Regions from separate parts of the Sus scrofa genome. Here region 1 is linked to region 2. A link is a contact called in public HiChIP or PLAC-seq data. All regions are on one chromosome and are shown on one strand. Each heading gives the region's core, a stretch centred on a gene start, on an enhancer-like site or on the middle of the called end of the contact. The rest is flanking DNA. Distances are from core to core; before and after follow the strand shown. Region 1 holds the start of TXNIP (thioredoxin interacting protein). Region 2 holds the start of LOC102162202 (histone H2B type 2-E).

Evidence for each region. HiChIP or PLAC-seq counts read pairs in DNA pulled down with a chosen protein or histone mark.
Region 1: an H3K27ac HiChIP or PLAC-seq map of alveolar macrophages shows a contact between it and region 2. The contact joins the promoter of TXNIP here to the promoter of LOC102162202 in region 2. A contact is called at or near these places in 2 of 2 datasets of contacts at active chromatin or transcription factors (alveolar macrophages and skeletal muscle).

Annotation. Positions count from the first base shown.
Region 1 is chr4:99,347,294-99,349,993 of Sscrofa11.1, reverse strand. TXNIP (thioredoxin interacting protein) reads right to left here and starts at 1,405. Exons shown (of 8, transcript NM_001044614.2): 1 at 894-1,405; 2 at 308-380; 3 at 38-185. The coding sequence starts at 1,143. It overlaps LOC106510173 (a long non-coding RNA gene), which reads left to right and starts at 1,637. Exons shown (of 4, transcript XR_002343449.1): 1 at 1,637-1,775; 2 at 2,616-2,700.
Region 2 is chr4:99,188,065-99,190,764 of Sscrofa11.1, reverse strand. LOC102162202 (histone H2B type 2-E) reads right to left here and starts at 1,260. Exons shown (of 1, transcript XM_013997205.2): 1 at 1-1,260. The coding sequence starts at 1,164. The coding sequence ends at 784. It overlaps LOC100624086 (histone H2A type 2-A-like), which reads left to right and starts at 1,351. Exons shown (of 1, transcript XM_003355215.5): 1 at 1,351-2,021. The coding sequence starts at 1,389. The coding sequence ends at 1,910.

The DNA.
Region 1 (2,700 bases), core at 156-2,655, 160 kb before region 2:
TGAGCCCAAAAAGAACAGAATCTTAGAATGACTTTACCATTAAATCAGGGGTATTGACATCCACTAGATCCATCACTTCGAAGTGTTTTTTTGTCTCTTGAGTTGGCTGGCTTGGGCGATCAAGAAAAGCCTTCACCCAGTAGTCTACACACCCATATTTTCCTTTGAAAGATGTTCCCAGAGGCCTTTATAAAGAAAAAGGAAACAACTAACTTAAAAAAATGCTCTCCAAGAACAGTGAGTGATCAAAGGAGGGGAAGATTTTTAGAGACAGATAAGTCCACAGATGCATTTAGCTGATACCTACCCCTGAGGAAGCTCAAAGCCAAACTTGTATTCATATTTGTTTCCAGGTCTCATGATCACCATCTCATTCTCCCCTGAAAAGAGAGATAAGCAAGTAACCATTAGGTTTCCTGTTACACTTAAAATGCATCTGTGCCGATAAGGAATTCTTAGGCATCACGCAAGAGTATTGCAGAACTCGTATTCTCATCCCTTTTGTTCCTAAATGACAGATTCTGATGTATTTTGTTGGGCAAAAAGTTGCAAAGCCCTGTAGTGTTGACAGGCTCAACCAGGACAGTTAAGCTACAATCATCTCAAACAAGAAGCAAGCAAAGAATAAGCAACTTATGCACAGAAATGTTTCAATAGGTAAGGCAACATCCTTCAACATCTCCAGAACACAGCACCACAAGAAATTGTACAAATCACCCTTTTGGGTGGGCAGGGATTGTAAATTAAAAAGAAACAAAAAGATAAGGAATTGACACAAAATTCAAACCACACCACCTGAGCAACTTAGAATATTTAGTGTAGGCTCTATTTATTCGTATCAACTCTCTTCTCAAATCAGCTTTCGCCCTCCAGTCAACAGCTGGGTCACTTACCTGTTGGGTGGTCGTCCAGGAGAAGAGTGTCTTCATAGCGCAGGTAGTCCAAGGTCTGTTTGCACTGCTGGGATCCCTGCATCCACAGGACTTTGGCCACTCCACAAGCCAGGATCCTGACAGCTTTGATTCGAGTGACTTCACACACCTCCACTATCACCCGGCCAGCCACCTTCTCCCCACAGCCGTACACCTTTTCGGGGTCGTTAAAGACCACCTCAAAAGACTTGATCTTCTTGAACATCACCATGTTTGGGCTCGGTTGACTTGAGAGTTAGAAACGGGGCAGGGGGCAGGAGTGAAAAACAAAACCCCGAATCAAAGGGCCCTTTGCAATGAATTAAAATTATTTCACTTTTCAACTCTCTATTAAATGTTCGACAAGATGTTCCCTTGCTGGTTGTGCCAAGGTATTTCAAAAGAAAAATAAGCTCTTTCCTGTCTTTCCTCCAACAGCTGGAGGAGAGCTCCGGATCTCGGCGGGAAAGCTAACAGCGATCTGCCAGAGGAGTGGAAAGGATAGCTTGTGCTGAGAGCTATAAACTGCTCTATATAGTAGCCGGGCAGGCAGAGCCACGCGAGCGCTGGCCCGGAGGCTCGTGCAGCCCTCGTGCACAGCCCGCCCATTGGCTGCCCGCTCCATGTTTACCAGGAGCCCGACCAATCAGCGAAGTCGCAGCGGCGCGTGGACACAGTGTGCTCCTGGCGGGGAAAATGGTTGTTGTGCACTGCTGCGGCCCTGGGAGGAGGGGGCGCAGGGGCCGTGGGCGGCTTCCCGGGAGCCCAAAGGAACGAAGCATTCGCAGACCCTAAAATTTATCCGAGGCCAGTGGCCTTGGGAGGGCGAATGAGGATGCTTCTGGGCTGGAGCGACATTTCGAGGTAAAAGGAAAATGTGCTTATGAGGGAATTTCGTGCCTAGCCATTGCCAGTGCAGTTAATTTAGAGGCGACCGTTTATTCCCGGCTCACAAATCGCAAGTCGTGTGAAAAACAATCCCCGAGCGCCAAGAATACTTTAGGATTGGGGCGGAGGGCAAGGAGTGCTGCTGTTATTATTCAGGACGAGCCCCTTTGTCTTCTTGCCCCGCATCTCTATTAAAAACACCCCCCCCCCAAAAAAAATAAGCTGATGTGAGAAGGAAATGAGAATTTGTCACAAATTTTTACCCTCTTCTCCGCGCACACAGGGAAGCGCGCGTGTGGGACCTACCAGCCTTTTTCCTCCCTTTCCAGCCCCCAGGGCTCAGGGCTTGGTGCTGGGCTGTTCCTCAGCCCCTGCGCCCCCAACTCAGTTCTCTCTGTTCTCTGGACCGGAAACAGTAAGGGCGCGGCCACATCCTGTTGCTAATGCCCTCATCTCTTCAGTCCCTAACCTGCAAAGTTGAGGGACACTTTGTTTCTGTTCTCCCAGTTACCTCATCACTTCTTTAGTAAATTGTGTTCTCTAGGCTCAGGTTACCTCTCCCTCCCTACTTCTCCAGGAAAGGGGGAAAAAAAAGGATGCTTCATTCTGCGCTTTTTTTCTGAATAACTTTAACTCTTTCTTGCCTTCGTTCCCTCTCCAATTTACTAAATCAAAGGTACATCCCTAAATCTGCTGCCCACCCTCCTCACAGCCTTCAAGTTAATTAAAAGCAGTAAAGTTCTCTGGTCTGTAACCAAAGTGTCCTGTTTGAAGGAAGCATTTCCTATCTTTGAAAAGTTTTTTTTTTTTTCTAAGTTGTTCAGAAATTGCTAAGAAAGCAAAGAGAAGACCGAAGGTTCACTGGCACGCTATATGCTAAAGCTGGAAGAGAACCTGACTC
Region 2 (2,700 bases), core at 11-2,510:
AAAAATAGAATACTGGCCCTAGATAGTTAAGGTGCATACCAAAGGAATAATTTCAATCAGCCTACTCTTGTATATTCCCATACAAAGAAAAGTGCTAAACTCTTGATTTTTCTTTTTTTAATTATTAGTCTTTTGTTCAACTACCTGGTTTGTTTTTGCAAAACTCCTATATGTCTTGGCTCCCCCTTGAGCAATCTATCTCCCGGCTGTCTACTGAGATTAAGTCCTCAGCAAGGATGCCAAATAAAACATAATTCTCAGCTTTCAAGTTATGGGGTTTTTGTTTGTTTTCAGTCAACATACGGAATCAATATAACCAAGTGCACTATAGGTTTTCTGTAAGCGCTGGGGCATGGTCTCTAGCATTGCTTTGTATTTTTACAATAACATTACATCTGGTTTCCTGAACTCAAAAATGCTTTTACAAAGTACTGACCAAATCTAACAGCTACAAGGTAAACACTGGTTAACTATTCTTTCTCAAAATTCATTACCACCCATCTCTCACCTTTTCACTGTGATGAAAAGCAAGTTGCCTGTAAATGAATGAACACTTACTCTAGCTAGATCTCAACCTATCTGTAAAATTTGGACCTATGCTGGTCATTCATGAGAAGGGAAACGCAGATCTTCAATAAGTTATACGTGGCACAAAAAGAACAGCTTATGAAAACGAAAACAAGATGACAGCTTCTTCCATTGAGAAGATGGGTGGCTCTGAAAAGAGCCTTTTGGAGTCAAGCGACCCGGCGATCGGGCGAGCGCCACTATCCCGGCAGGGACTCACTTGGAGCTGGTGTACTTGGTGACCGCCTTGGTGCCCTCGGACACGGCGTGCTTGGCCAGCTCGCCGGGCAGCAGCAGGCGCACGGCCGTCTGGATCTCCCGGGACGTGATGGTCGAGCGCTTGTTGTAATGAGCCAGGCGGGACGCTTCGCCCGCGATGCGCTCGAAGATGTCGTTGACGAAGGAGTTCATGATGCCCATGGCCTTGGACGAGATGCCCGTGTCCGGGTGCACCTGCTTCAGCACCTTGTACACGTAGATGGAATAGCTCTCCTTGCGGCTGCGCTTCCGCTTCTTGCCGTCCTTCTTCTGGGCTTTGGTGACGGCTTTCTTCGAGCCCTTCTTGGGCGCCGGGGCGGACTTGGCGGGCTCAGGCATAACGGCAGACACCAGCTGCAAAGGACAACCGGGAACGCAAAGGCAACAACTACACGGAGGCTACCGGAAGCGACTCGGTACTTATAGAGGCCGTACGCAAATGAAGGCTTGGGTTCCGCCGCGTTGCGATTCGCGAGTTTTCAGTGGCTCTGCTGCGAGGGGAGACGAGGTTATGTAAATGAGTGGATTCTGGTTGCGCTATCCTATTGGCCACCGGGACACAGATGTGCTCTAGCCAATCAACGTGCTCCGTAGCCAATCGCCGCTCTGCCTATAAAAAGGTGAAGCGGGGCCGTTTAGGGCGACTTTCTCGGTCACCTAAGCGGGAGCCGGTTGCAGTGAGTGTCGTTGTCATGTCTGGTCGTGGCAAACAGGGAGGCAAGGCCCGCGCAAAGGCCAAGTCCCGTTCGTCCCGCGCAGGTCTGCAGTTCCCCGTAGGGCGGGTGCACCGCTTGCTGCGCAAAGGCAACTATGCCGAGCGGGTGGGGGCCGGCGCGCCCGTCTACATGGCGGCGGTGCTGGAGTACCTGACCGCGGAAATCCTGGAGCTGGCGGGCAACGCGGCGCGAGACAACAAGAAGACGCGCATCATCCCCCGCCACTTGCAGCTGGCTATCCGCAACGACGAGGAGCTGAACAAGCTGTTGGGCAAAGTCACCATCGCCCAGGGCGGCGTCTTGCCCAACATCCAGGCCGTGTTGCTCCCCAAGAAGACGGAGAGCCACCACAAGGCAAAGGGCAAGTGAGGCCGGCATCCGGAAGCCCACCCAGCCCCGTCCGGAAGGGGCACCTGTGAAATCAAAGGCTCTTTTCAGAGCCACCCACTCTTTCAAATAAAAAAAAGAGTTGTTACACTAGCCAGCTTTCTCCTTAACTCCACCCTTGGTAGTAAGCACGGAGGTGGGCGGAGGGAGTGCCGTTTGCCCTCTACTCCCTGCCGTTCCTCACTCGCCTCTGGAACTAGGTGCTTTAGCCGTTATTTTGCTGGGAAGCGGGTGCGGGTGGGAGTGTGGCAAATCCTAGGATCTAATTAACGCAGGTAGAGGTAGCAAACCTTGCTTGGGCGAGCCAGGGTCGACTCGGCTGCTGAAAGTAAGCAGTACCAGGCGGCCGCGACGCTCTATCTCGAAGTCGGATGCCCGGTGAGCAACTGCAGTTACTTCCCAAGCCTCTGCCCAACACCTGAGGTCTAGCACCAAGGGGACGTTCCCTCGCACACGCGCACGCCCCGTACACCCCAGTCGGTTAGGGGATAAAGACGGTTTTCGGGAGCGTAGCGGACGTGGGTTTTGGCTTGAGCCCACCGTCTTTGGAAGGGGAGTGGGGGGAGTGAGGAGGCGCCTTCGCGGCGGGGATGGGGATAACAGGTCCTGAGGCTCTCGGAAGTGGAGTCTTGCTCCCGGAGAGGGCGCAGATAACCTTCCGATCCGAAAAGCACCAAAGGGCCGGGGGGCGGGGGGGGGAAGATCGGCCAGACTAGCAGCTAACCTAGGGGGTTCTGACAAGGTAACAAGGCGTTCAGGGGGCGGGGGTTCG